2 separate regions of the Pan troglodytes genome follow, and region 1 is linked to region 2. A link is a contact called in public HiChIP or PLAC-seq data. All regions are on one chromosome and are shown on one strand. The core of a region is the stretch at or near the end of the contact, and the rest is flanking DNA. Distances in the headings are between cores, read along the strand shown. Region 1 holds the start of CFL1 (cofilin 1). Region 2 holds the start of RNASEH2C (ribonuclease H2 subunit C).

Region 1 (5,613 bases), core at 340-2,839, 140 kb before region 2:
TGATGGGATGATCCGCTGCAAATCTGGGATAAAACAGCAGGCAGTTTCGGGGCAGTGGGTGGGGGTGTCTGCCCAGCCTGGCCTCACTTCTACCATGCGCTGCAGGACAGGTGTAATTAGACAGGAAAACTTAATAATGGTGACCCCGTAACTAACTGAGCTGGGCTCCCTAAGTAGCTTGATCATGGAATTCTCTCATTGGCTGTTACCAATATTTCTATTCACAGGTTAAAATACTAAGTCGAAAAGAGGATAAGTCATTTGCTCAAGGCCAGGCATCACTGGTGAGATTTGGACTCAGGCTTGCCAAATCCCCCAAGCCAGAAAATCATACTCCCGCACTCCCACTTTGCCTTCCACTCCCCTTGCCCCTTCCTCACTGGCACGGAAGAGTCCTGGACTTCCGCAGGTCGCCCCTGCGGGGCTGGACTGTTCTCTCCAGATAGTGAGTCCGAGGCATGGTCACCTGCGGGAGAGAAAAGAGTTAACTCCACACTCCACGAATCCGGCAGCTGCGAGGATCTGGGATGCAACCTACTCAGATGGTTACGTGAGACCGGTGAGGGAGGCTCAGGGAGCGCCAGCCACTAGCCCTAGGCCGAACGGCAACTGGGACAGGAGTGGGGAGCTTTAAGCCAAGGGCTCCCAGGAGAGTACGGAGGCTCCACCTGGGGGAGGTAGGGGATCACCGACCCCTTTCCGAGGCGCTCACCGCCCGATGTTCGGTGCCGCTGCAGCCGCTCGTCCAGCATCCGGCAGAGCCCGTCTCCGAAGTGCTGTAGGATCTTAGCTTCCTTCCCGCTGCGCAGCGGCAGTGGGTACCGTCGGAGGGAACGCAGCGCCTGGCCGGGCAGGGGTAGGGTACCTGGTCAGGGCAGGCCTGACCTGGCCAGCAGCTTTTCCCATCGGGCCACGCCAGGACCCACCTTCTGAAACACGAAGCGCGTGCGGCGCCTGCTGCGGGTCGCCTCGTCCCGCCACTCGGTCAGCCAGCGAACGAAGAGCGGGTTGGGACTGGCAGGCAGCGGGCGCTTCCGGCCCAGGCGGACCGGGGCCGCCATGAGCCCGAGGGCGGGTCCTCCGGCGCTCCACGCCCGCGGGACTGGGACGCCGCCAGTTCTGGAGTCGGGATTGGAACACCTGGCCCAGGGCGGGGCGGGGGAAGAGGGAGACCGAGGGCAGGACCGTTGAGATCACGGGGCCCCAAACACAGGGGGCACTAACGAGAGGAGAGCCTGCGGCCGCCCTCCCACCCCTGCGCTGCTCTAAGTGGTTGGTCAGGGGCGCTGTCTCTAACGATCTTTTCCCTTGGCTCCACTCCAGCCAGCCTTTGAGACGCGCCCATTCCCAGCCCCCGGAGCCTGGACCGGCTCCTTCCTGTCAACCCAGATTCGAGAGCGGGGTCTTTGTGTAGGCGAGAGGAAGGCGGACAGCGCCCCCTGTGACGGGGAGGACTGGCTGGGCGGCGCTTAACGAACTAACCTGAGCTTGGCGGCTCTAAGGTCTCTTAAGATTGTCAGCTTCAGCCTCAAGCTTGAAGGAGGCTGGAGATGGAGACTGGTCTTGAAAAGAGTCCAGGAGAGGCGGGGGCTAGGAGACAAACGGGTGCAAACGTATTGGTGGGAGGGACACCCAGAAATGGGTGCCGGGGATGAGGACACAAAGGTAAGGCAGGAGGAGCTGCAGGACCCTTGGAGGAGATGGTGATCCTCATCCCCGGGATACAGGGCAAAGAGTGTGTGGTGGAGAGGAAGTCGGGGACGTGCCGAGAAGGCCCAAAATAGAACTCGGAATGTCGGGGGTCAGAGGCCTAGAGGAAGGAGGACTGTAAGTAAGAGGTGCTTGGGCATCCTGGCAGTTGGGGAGGCCTGAGATGGGCACGCGGTTGGGTTTGGGAGCGGAGGAGCAGGCTGCGGGTTAAGAAGCCCAGACACAGGTAGAGGGGAGAACACTTCGTCATTTTTGTGGCTAATCGGAAGTGGGAGACCCTCAGGGAGGTTGAAGATGGAAACCCTACAAAGGGCTTCAACCTGAGAAGCCTGAAGGACACGTATAGCTGAGTTGGACACAGGCGACCCGCCAGGGTTTGAAGCAGCACCCGGCCTCTAGCTGCTATGCCGGAAGTCTCAACACGCAGGTCTCCAGCCTGCGAGGAAGGGAGAGGTGGGCGCCAGAGCTCCAGTCCCGCCCCTCAGGACTGTGCCTAGCCCACGGCGCAGTAGCCCCAGCCAAGCTAAATTGGACCAATGGGCTCCGGCTCCCGCCTCCCGCCCGCCGCGGCCTTATAAGGAGCCTCAAGTCGGCTGTCGGGCTGGCCCCGCCCCCTCGAGTCTCTTGTCCTAATAAGGACATCTAGGGCATCCCGCGGCTGGGGGCGGGCGAGAGCGCGTCTCCAGGGTAACTGCGAAGCCCCCCCTCCCTCTCCCCGTTGCTCTTGGAAACTCTAAGGCTCAGAAAAGGGGGCGCTAGCCTCATATTCATGTAGGGTCGCTCGCGGGAGGCGGGGTCAAGCTGCTGTCTCCACCTGGAGCGCCGGGAGTCCGGGCGGGGGCGGTGCTGTGGAATGTCCCCGACTACAACCCCCGGTATGCTCTGCAAGGTACCCCACTCCCAGGCATCGCTCACCGTTTACACCCTTAATTCCGTTTATAGGATTAGGGCCCCCAGTTCCCTTTCTGGGTTTGCCTCTGACTTGTTTGCGACCCAGTCTTTTCCTGCAGAGTGTGAGGCTGTGGTCACTGTTCTAGGACAACAAAATCATCCCGGAGTCCCCCCCCTCGTTTCTTTTTTTTTAAGGCATATACTACCACAGAACTTGTCTCAGTTTTTCGGATGTTAGAATAACCATGTACCTGGCTATCAACTCGAGAGCTGGGTTCAAGTCTGGTTTAATATCTATTTCTTCCCATTGGCACGTAAAGGCATGTAAAGAAGCCTTGAATTGAATGCACAAACCCTCGTCTTTACCCTTTAACGCCTCATGACTTTGCCAAACATCTTTAAACAAGAACAAAGCTCTCAGAGATTTCCTTGTACCTTTCCCCTGTGCCTTTTCCTCCTATTCTTGTTTTACTGACGTTGGACATGGCCTTTTTTCAGGAGACGAGAGTGGCTTTACACATGCAGAGTACTAGTGTTTATCCGACTGACGACGCCTTCATACTTGTGATTTCCTTTGCTTTAGGTCGGGATTCCAGGCTAATCAATAGTTGCTTCGATTCAGAAATGCAAAACCCTAACCTCATTCAAAAATTTCAGGCCAAGGGATCCAGATAATACCATATGGGTCTTAAGAAAGCCGTTTTGCTGTGGGATAAAGAGCCGCTTAGTCGGGGATCGTTTTCGGGTCATTTTACTGAGCGCCGCCTCGCCGGGCTCAGAGCGGTTCCTGGGAAATTGGACCAATGGGCTCGCGCTGCGCGCTGCGGTGCCGCCCGGGACCTGGGCCTACATTTCCCTACATGCACTGCAGCTCGGGGCCGGCCGGCGGGAAGACTCCGTTACCCAGCGAGCGAGGCGGCGGCGCAGGGCCGGCGGACTCCATTTCCCGTCGGCTCGCGGTGGGAGCGCCGGAAGCCCGCCCCACCCCTCATTGTGCGGCTCCTACTAAACGGAAGGGGCCGGGAGAGGCCGCGTTCAGTCGGGTCCCGGCAGCGGCTGCAGCGCTCTCGTCTTCTGCGGCTCGTGCCCTCTCCTTTTCGTTTCCGGAAACATGGTGAGCGGCAGGCCACGGCGCCCGAGGGAGGCGGCTGCGGGTCGGTCGCCTGCGCGCGGGAAGCGACTGCGGAGCGACGTCCGCACCCCCTCCCCCAGCGCCCCGGGCGGGATGAGGGTCTCGCACGAAGGGGCGGGCGGTGCCGGAATGCGCGTGCGCGCCCGTGGGCGCCGGGGAGGGCCGGTCTGGACGTCGCTCGCGCTCCGCCTGGGCTCCCCTCCCCCACCCGCTGGTGCGCCCGCGCGGACACCGGCCGCGGGGGGAGGGGTTCGGGGCGCGCGCTGGGGCGCCCCTCGCGGAACGGCCGGCGTCGCGCCTTTCTTCTTAGGGGCGCGCTCTCGACTGGAGCACGCGGCGTCCAAACCCGGCCCGGGGGCGGCGAGGAAAAAGCGCGCGAGAGGTCTCGGCGCGCGCGCCCCACCCAAGGCTGTTCCTGTCTGCGCGTCACCCTCCCTCGGCAGCCGGGTCCGTCTCGGGAGCAGGTGGCAGGGATGCCTGCGCCCGGGAGGGGCGGGTGCTGGCGCGGCGAGGGGTGATGCTGGGAAGACGGGGTCCCGGTTGGGGCGTGGGTGCCTGCGATTAAGGCCTTGCACCGCAAGGCTTGGAGGGGGCATCGCAGAGACCGCGGCCCGTTCGGGAGCGCATCTAACGAGCTGCGTTCTCACCCGTGCATCGGGCGAGGGCTGGAACGGCGCTGTCTGTCGGCGCGTGCGCGCACGCTCAGGCCCGGCCGCCGGTGCCGAAGCCCTGGGCCAGCGAGGCCTTCCCGGATGGGCCTGAGTGAGGGTGGAGCCGAGTTTAGGGAAGTGACCCAGGCGGACACCGCCCGGAAACCACCCCGCCCCCTGTATACGGCCCGAGGGCTGAGAAAACCGAAGGTTATGTAGCTTGCCCAGGCTCCTGCCTGCAGCAGATGGGTCTGATTCACCCGTTGTTTTAGGGTGATTCCACAGGGTTAGGGACCTGGAGATGCTGCTGCCTCTTGGATACGCGTTTCTACATTGGGGAGGGGGCCGGGCCCAGCCGATCTCCTGTCCCCGCCCACTCCGGAAGCGGCCGAGTCACGTGGCCGGCTTCCTCTGCAGTTCCGGGGAGTTTGGGGGACCGGATTTACCTTGGATTGCCCCTCCCTCTCTGGCTCGGGCACCCCGAAGCACGACGCAGAGTAGGAAGAGTTTAAAGACCTCGAGGCCTCTGGGCACTTGAGTTTGGCATGTTAATTTTTATCAGCGACTTCTGGGGCCTAGCACCATTCCCGGAAGAAGGGAGTTGTCGGGCAGGGTCCTTAATGGGGGTTGCAATTCTTGTCTTGGTTGGGAAAGAGCCTAGCTGGGAACAGGGGTCGGTTGTGTAGTAACTGTATTAAGCAGTTCTGGTGGGTTTGTTGTAACTGTTCGGTGTCCTTGGGGTCCCATCTAGCATTGTGGGGTCTTGGCTCTTTCTGAAGAGGAGTCTTGGCTCAGGTGTTTGGGTCTTCCATATCTGAAGTTCTAAATCACCAGTTTTATCCAAAGGCTGAGAGCAAGTACTGTGAGTAGCAAGTGAGTCAGTAGCCGGTGGATCTTTTAATTCTGGGTTCACATTTTGGTCAAGGCTCTGCTTTTCACGAGTTTTCCATTTCTATCCTGTAAAATGAGGGAAGGGGTTGTTGAACTAGGTGATCAGAGGCCATTGCTGCCATTCTGAGGTTGTGTCCCATCTGGTTCTTTGACAGTGACTTGGGTGGGAAAACTAGTGACTTGCCTTGGGAAGGGCACTAGTGACCACTCGGGACGTGGACTGAGATCTTCTGAGAAAACAAGGGGCAGTTCCCTAGAATCCTTTTCTTGATGAGGTATACGTGGCTTGTCTCCTAGGCCTCCGGTGTGGCTGTCTCTGATGGTGTCATCAAGGTGTTC
Region 2 (5,906 bases), core at 50-2,549:
TGCCAGCATTCAGATGTGACGATGGAGTGGTTCTGTTTCTGTCTTGCTCCCTCACGGTCACAGAATGACCTTGTCCGATGCTGATGTTCTCTGAAATTGTTTATATTCAACAGAATACCAAGACCAGCTCCCAGATGTGCAGGGATGTATAAATTAAACGCAATTTAAATCTAAATTTCCAGTTTTGTGTTTGTTTTATGTGAGAACTTGAAAAAATATATCTAAGTTGGGTGTCTGAACAAATAAACATTAGAGAAGAGCTGAGAAACCAAAGAGAGAAAATTGTGAAATCTAAAAGACTGAAAAATGTTGATAAATTTGACTACAAAAAATTAGTCTTTGTCCTGGGTGCAGTGGCTCACGCCTGTAATTCCAGCGTGATTTGGGAGGCCAAGGCGGGCAGATCACTTGAGTCCAGGAGTTCAAGACCAGCCTGGGCAACATGGCAAAACTCCGCCTCTACCAAAAATACAAAAATTAGCTGCGTGGTGGCGCAGGCCTGTGGTTCCAGCTACACAGGAGGCTGAGGCTGGGAGATGGATTAAGCCTGGGAGGTCGAGGCTGCAGTGAGCCAATCAAACCACTGCACTCCAGCCTAGGCGAGTGAGACCTTGTCTAAAAGACCAGACAAACAACAACAAAAATAAGTCCTTGTCCAGCAAAAATCACCTTTACACAGGTTTGCAAGACAGACCACAGATAAAACATTTTCAATGCATTTAAGAAAAGGGTTGATGTCCCTAATAAACTAAAAATGAATAACCTACCTACTAATCAATATAAAAAGAGTACTTTTCAGAATCGTTTTAGATTTTACAACGACATGTGCCATTAAAAACAATAAAAGAAAAAAACCCGGCTGGGCGCGGTGTCTCACGCCTGTAATCCAAGTACTTCAGAAGGCCGAGGCTGGAGGATCGCCTGAGGTCAGGAGTTCGAGACCAGCCTGGCCAACATGGCGAAACCCAGTCTCTACTAAAAATACAAAAATTAGGTGGGCGTGGTGGTGTGCGCCTGTAATCCCAGCTACTCCGGAGGCTGAGGCAGGAGAATCGCTTGAACCCGGGAGGCGGAGGTTGCAGTGAGCTGAGACCGTGCCTGGCACTCCAGCCTGGGCGACAAAACGAGACTCTGTCAAAAAAAAAAATAATAAATAAGAAAAAGAAATAAAGAGGAAAGGAAGGGAAGGAAGGGGAGGAAAGGAAGGGAAGGAAGGGAAGGGAAGGGGGGAAGGAAGGGAAGGGAAGGGGGGAAGGAAGGGAGGCAGGGAGGAGGGGGAGGGGGGAGGGGGAGGGAGGGGGGAGGGGGAGGGAGGGGGGAGAGGGGAGGGAGGAAGGAGAGGAGAGGGGAAGGAAGGAAGGAAAAAAACAAAACACAACTGGAAAACCCTAGGACTTGAACCCAGGGAAAGCGTTAGGGGGTAAGGGGACTACACTTCCCGTGAAGTTCCGCGGCGGCTTCCCGTGAGGCCCCGCGGAGGCTTCCTGAGAGGCCCTGCGCGCTTTCCGCGCCAGCTTCAGTGTCAGCTCGCGAGCCCTGGCGTCGCGTAGGAGGGAGGATGGAGAGCGGCGACGAAGCGGCCATCGAGAGGCACCGCGTCCACTTGCGCTCCGCCACATTGCGCGACGCCGTACCCGCCACACTGCATCTGCTGCCCTGCGAGGTTGCGGTAGACGGGCCCGCCCCGGTGGGGCGCTTCTTCACGCCCGCCATCCGCCAGGGCCCCGAGGGTGAGCGCTGCGGCCAGACTACGGCTCCCGGCAGCCCCCGCGCCGGCCTGCGCGCTTCTCATCGCCTGGGCTCCTGGGGATCGTGGTCCGTCCGGAGGTGGCGGGAGGGCAGCTCCGGGCTCGACCCAGCGTGGGTCCTGCCTGAGGCCCTTTGCGCCTCCCACTCCAGGACTCGAAGTGTCGTTTCGGGGCCGCTGTCTACGGGGAGAGGAGGTGGCGGTGCCGCCTGGCCTCGTGGGATACGTGATGGTGACGGAAGAGAAGGAGGTGTCGATGGGGAAGCCAGACCCCTTGCGGGATTCCGGGACTGACGACCAAGAGGAGGAGCCGCTGGAGCGGGACTTCGTGAGCAAAGGGATAGGGTTGAAAGGGGGTGCGGGCGGGAGCTGTAGTCCCGATGCTGAGCCAGGCCCCTTCCCCAGGACCGCTTCATTGGAGCCACTGCCAACTTCAGCCGCTTCACCCTGTGGGGTCTGGAGACCATCCCTGGCCCGGATGCCAAAGTGCGTGGGGCCTTAACTTGGCCCAGCCTTGCGGCAGCGGTGAGTAGACGAGGAGTTCCGTCTTGCCCCCGGGTGGATGGGCTGGGGAGCACAATTGCGCAGACGGAGCCCGGAGGATTCTACTGGGTAGTGTGTGGGAAGCGTAGCTCCCTGACCACTCTTCCTAGCATGTCTAGAAGCGGTTATTCTGAACAGCTGGGTCCTTCCTCGGGTATGGGGGCCAGCTTGCCGCCCTGTCTTACAAGTCCAACAGTAGAGGCGACTCCTGTTGCAGATTCACGCACAGGTGCCCGAGGACTGAGAACCAGAGCTTGAAATTCAAAGCTACGATCCCTTCACAGCAGTAAACCAGCTCTTTGGAACCGATTCCATCACCCCAATAAAGGAGCTCTTCACAGCACCTGTGAGTCTGGGCGCCTTAGAGCCCCTAAGCCAGCATGGGCCCTTTCCCCCTCCCCCCCAAGAACTTTGCATGGCTCTGGCATATAGAAACAATTTATTGCCGGGGGCAATAGGGGTAAGAGAAGCCAGAAATTTTTGCAGCCAGCACCCACCCCACCCCCAACTTCTACTTTACAAAAGAAATTTTTACAATCACCAGCCCTCTGTACAGAGCTCCCCCATCCGGATCCCTTCTCACTGTACACAGCTGCCTGGCTCCCTCTGGTCCCTGCTTCAGAGCAGGCCTGGGCCTGTGGCCAGCTGACCTTGGAGTTGGTCTGAGCCCGGAGCTCGCCTTGGTGCTGGGCACCAGTGGGCCCCTGCCAGGCCTGTCTTCTCCTTTTTGAGCTGTCCTCAGCCCCATCTCCCTTAGAGTGCTTTGTGGGAGCTGCAGTGGGGGCGGGGTGGGCTATCAGCCCCAGTCCTGCTGCCGTCTTGGCACTGCAGTGGGCAGTGTCTGGTCACCACTTCCCCCTCTTGCTCCAGTCCTTGGGAGTGAAGTGCAGACACTTGGAGTCGATCCGCAGGAGCCGCTTGAGCATGGCCCGCTCATGGCCATCCACGATGTCCTCTGACAGTGTGAGGATGTACTGGCCCTGGGCAGAGGAGATGGGTTCAGCAGGTGGTCAGCCCACAGAGGACTGCACTCTGCATCCCACACACCTGTCTCCCCTGCCTGCCTCCCTACCTTGTAGTAGTTGATGAGATTGAGGTACTGCAGAGTGGAGATGACATCCTCCTTCTTGATGCTGGTGATTTCACTAATCTCACTGTGGGAGAGCACAGGTCAGGTTCCCTGAGGACCTTTATCTGTCCCCAGGAGCCCTGAGAGAGAGAGAAAGCCCAGAACAGACAAGCCATGCCATGTACCCCCAGGTAGACAGCACCAGGCTCACTTGATGGTGATCTGTGGCCTCTCCCCGCTCTCCGACTTCAGCCCCATCAGGATCTCCAGGATGGTCTGGGACCAGTAGCTTCGATAGGATAGGAGGCCAAGGTCTGAGAGGGGCTTCTCAGGGGTCCCTGTTTTCCCTTCCACTTTGGAGAGTTCATAGCCTAAAGCAATGGAGCAGGAGAGGGTGAGTAAGAGGTCACAGATGAACATAAGCAACATTTAAAAACACAGCTTGCCAAGGCAGGCTGCCTAGTTCCTATCATGGCCCTGCCACTTGGCAGTTCTATGCCCTCCACTTCTCTGTGCCTCAGTTCCCTCAGGAAGAACTGAGTATTCACTCTTCCCGTGCGCTGAGCACAGTGGAGGGCATGAGGGCACTGAGAGGAGCAGCTGCAGTCAACCATGAGGGTGATCAGAGGCCAGTGAAGGCTTATGGGCGGGGGATGCAGAGAAAATGGCTCATGGGAAGAAGGGGCCTCCGATTTTCCTTTGCCATCCCGGGCTCTGTGTCTAGCCATGTAAGGAAGTGGAGACAGATTCCTGTCTCTAATCCAGACCTGAGAATGCTTGAATTCTCAAAGTCCTCCTAGCTGGGACCTTGGGAGTGTCACCTGCTGTAAGACCTGAGTGGCCTGACTGGGTGGTTGTGAGGATGCAAGGAGAAAAGGTGCACCAAGGTGCTTCCTAAGTCGGGGAGACCATTCCTGGGAGCCAGGTGACTGACCCCCACCATGGCTCTTTCCCTCCAACTCGTGCTGATAGCTGGCCGCTGGGAGGCCGTCCCCAGTGAGATCCTCAGACCCTGCACAGCCCTGAGTGGCTTCACATCTCTTGGTCAGTGTCTTCATTCTCCCCAGTCAGGGACCTGGGATGTTTGTTACTTCTAGAAGCCCTTCCTCACCCTCATAATGGACCTTAGCCCCTTGCTGGTCCCACTCACATCCCGTCTCCATTGCTGTCTGAGCTCCAAGACTGAGTTTCTTCAAGCATCCACTTGTGCTACCAGGCTGAGAAGTTCTGAGGATGTGACCCCATCTGGGCATCATTTAACCAATAAAATTTCTCAAATGGACCATAACCTTGATCAGGTAAAGCCTCTGTGTCTTCACCAGGTCAACAGCTAGAACTTCCTCCTTGTTTCTCAGGTCAGAGCTTGGTTATTCCAAGTGAGTGGTGAGATAGACAGAATGGGGGGTGATGGGGAGTAAGAGGCTGGGAAGAAGGGGCCTCAGGGTTGGGGAGGGCACTGAAGAGCCCATGTGTGATGAAGGTCAGAGTCCCTTCTGGCTTTAAGAGACTGACCTCACTGGACACAAGGAGCGAGGGACAACATGCTTACGTCTATCTGCTGACAGCATTTTGGATACCTGCCTGCAAGGCTCAGGCGACAACTGGGGACATTAGCCACTGGTCCTTGCCCCAGGACTCGTATCATGGCACACGTTACCAGATACATCAGCACCAGCGGCTCACTAACCTTCTGCCCATGGCTCCAGGCAGGAGCATGTAAGTCAGATTTGGGGAAAGCTGAGTGGCACTTAGAACCCTGGCCAAGGAGCAAACTGGGGGGCTGAGAACCTACCCCAGATAAGCAGGGCAGTCAGCCTGAACGGAGAGAACCCCGGGAGAGTGCCACTGTTATTTCTGGCTGGCTCCCCTAGAGGCTGGGCTGCACAGCCAGGGTTGAGAATCACAGTAGCCTGGCCCATCTGCCTGTGAGGCACCGATGGTGGGTCCACTACCCCCTGGCCGCAGCACACATACTCACTGAACTCGATCAGCAGCTTGCCGTAGCCCCGGCGCTGGTAGGGAGGCAGGGTTAGGATGCAGGCCACATTGTAGTCTTCCGTCGATTCTTTCTCCTGGAGAAGGGGGGCAGGTGAGTGTCAGGGAAGGGATCTGGCTCAGGACAGGGCACAGGGACAGCTTGGGCAGGCACTGACCTTGGAGAAGTAGCCCACGATGTGGAAGCCCTTACAGTCATACTCTGTCATGACGTAGAAGAGGAAAGGGTCTGTGTCATAGTACAGTGTCTTATGGTCAAGGAAACACTTGGCCAAAAGACACAGGTTCTGGGAATAACTCTGCAAGAGAAAAGGCTTGTTACCACTCTGGGTATCCCGCCTTGAGCCTGGCCAGTGGTTCAGGGTCGACCAGGAGCTTCACCGTTCGTGCTATGCCCCAGGCTGCTAGGTGATGAGTGTTCTTCCCTGGCTGGGCCTGACCCACTCCACCAGCCCGCAGCTTAGGCAGGGCTGCTCCTCAGTGTTGAAAAGCCTGTGTGCCAGATGTGTGATGGTGTCTGAGTGCCTCCCTGCTCAGTCAGGCAAGTTTCCC

The links. HiChIP or PLAC-seq counts read pairs in DNA pulled down with a chosen protein or histone mark.
Region 1: an H3K4me3 HiChIP or PLAC-seq map of stem cell-derived excitatory neurons shows a contact between it and region 2, with 4 times the contacts expected there. The contact joins the promoter of CFL1 here to the promoter of RNASEH2C in region 2. A contact is called at or near these places in 1 of 7 Hi-C or Micro-C datasets (stem cell-derived neural progenitor cells) and 1 of 1 datasets of contacts at active chromatin or transcription factors (stem cell-derived excitatory neurons).

The regions. Positions count from the first base shown.
Region 1 is chr9:68,182,487-68,188,099 of NHGRI_mPanTro3-v2.0_pri, reverse strand. It overlaps CFL1 (cofilin 1), which reads left to right and starts at 1,589. Exons shown (of 4, transcript XM_054661407.2): 1 at 1,589-1,827; 2 at 5,572-5,613. MUS81 (MUS81 structure-specific endonuclease subunit) reads right to left here and starts at 2,343. Exons shown (of 18, transcript NM_001280496.1): 1 at 2,031-2,343; 2 at 1,483-1,590; 3 at 927-1,140; 4 at 713-842; 5 at 381-466. The coding sequence starts at 1,061. It overlaps LOC134807258 (a long non-coding RNA gene), which reads right to left. Exons shown (of 2, transcript XR_010147248.1): 1 at 5,459-5,613; 2 at 4,918-5,340.
Region 2 is chr9:68,042,934-68,048,839 of NHGRI_mPanTro3-v2.0_pri, reverse strand. It overlaps RNASEH2C (ribonuclease H2 subunit C), which reads left to right and starts at 1,299. Exons shown (of 4, transcript XM_508559.8): 1 at 1,299-1,730; 2 at 1,900-2,075; 3 at 2,153-2,272; 4 at 2,508-2,633. The coding sequence starts at 1,559. The coding sequence ends at 2,534. It overlaps KAT5 (lysine acetyltransferase 5), which reads right to left. Exons shown (of 13, transcript XM_001170139.7): 9 at 5,513-5,653; 10 at 5,338-5,431; 11 at 3,571-3,730; 12 at 3,363-3,444; 13 at 2,713-3,270. The coding sequence ends at 3,136.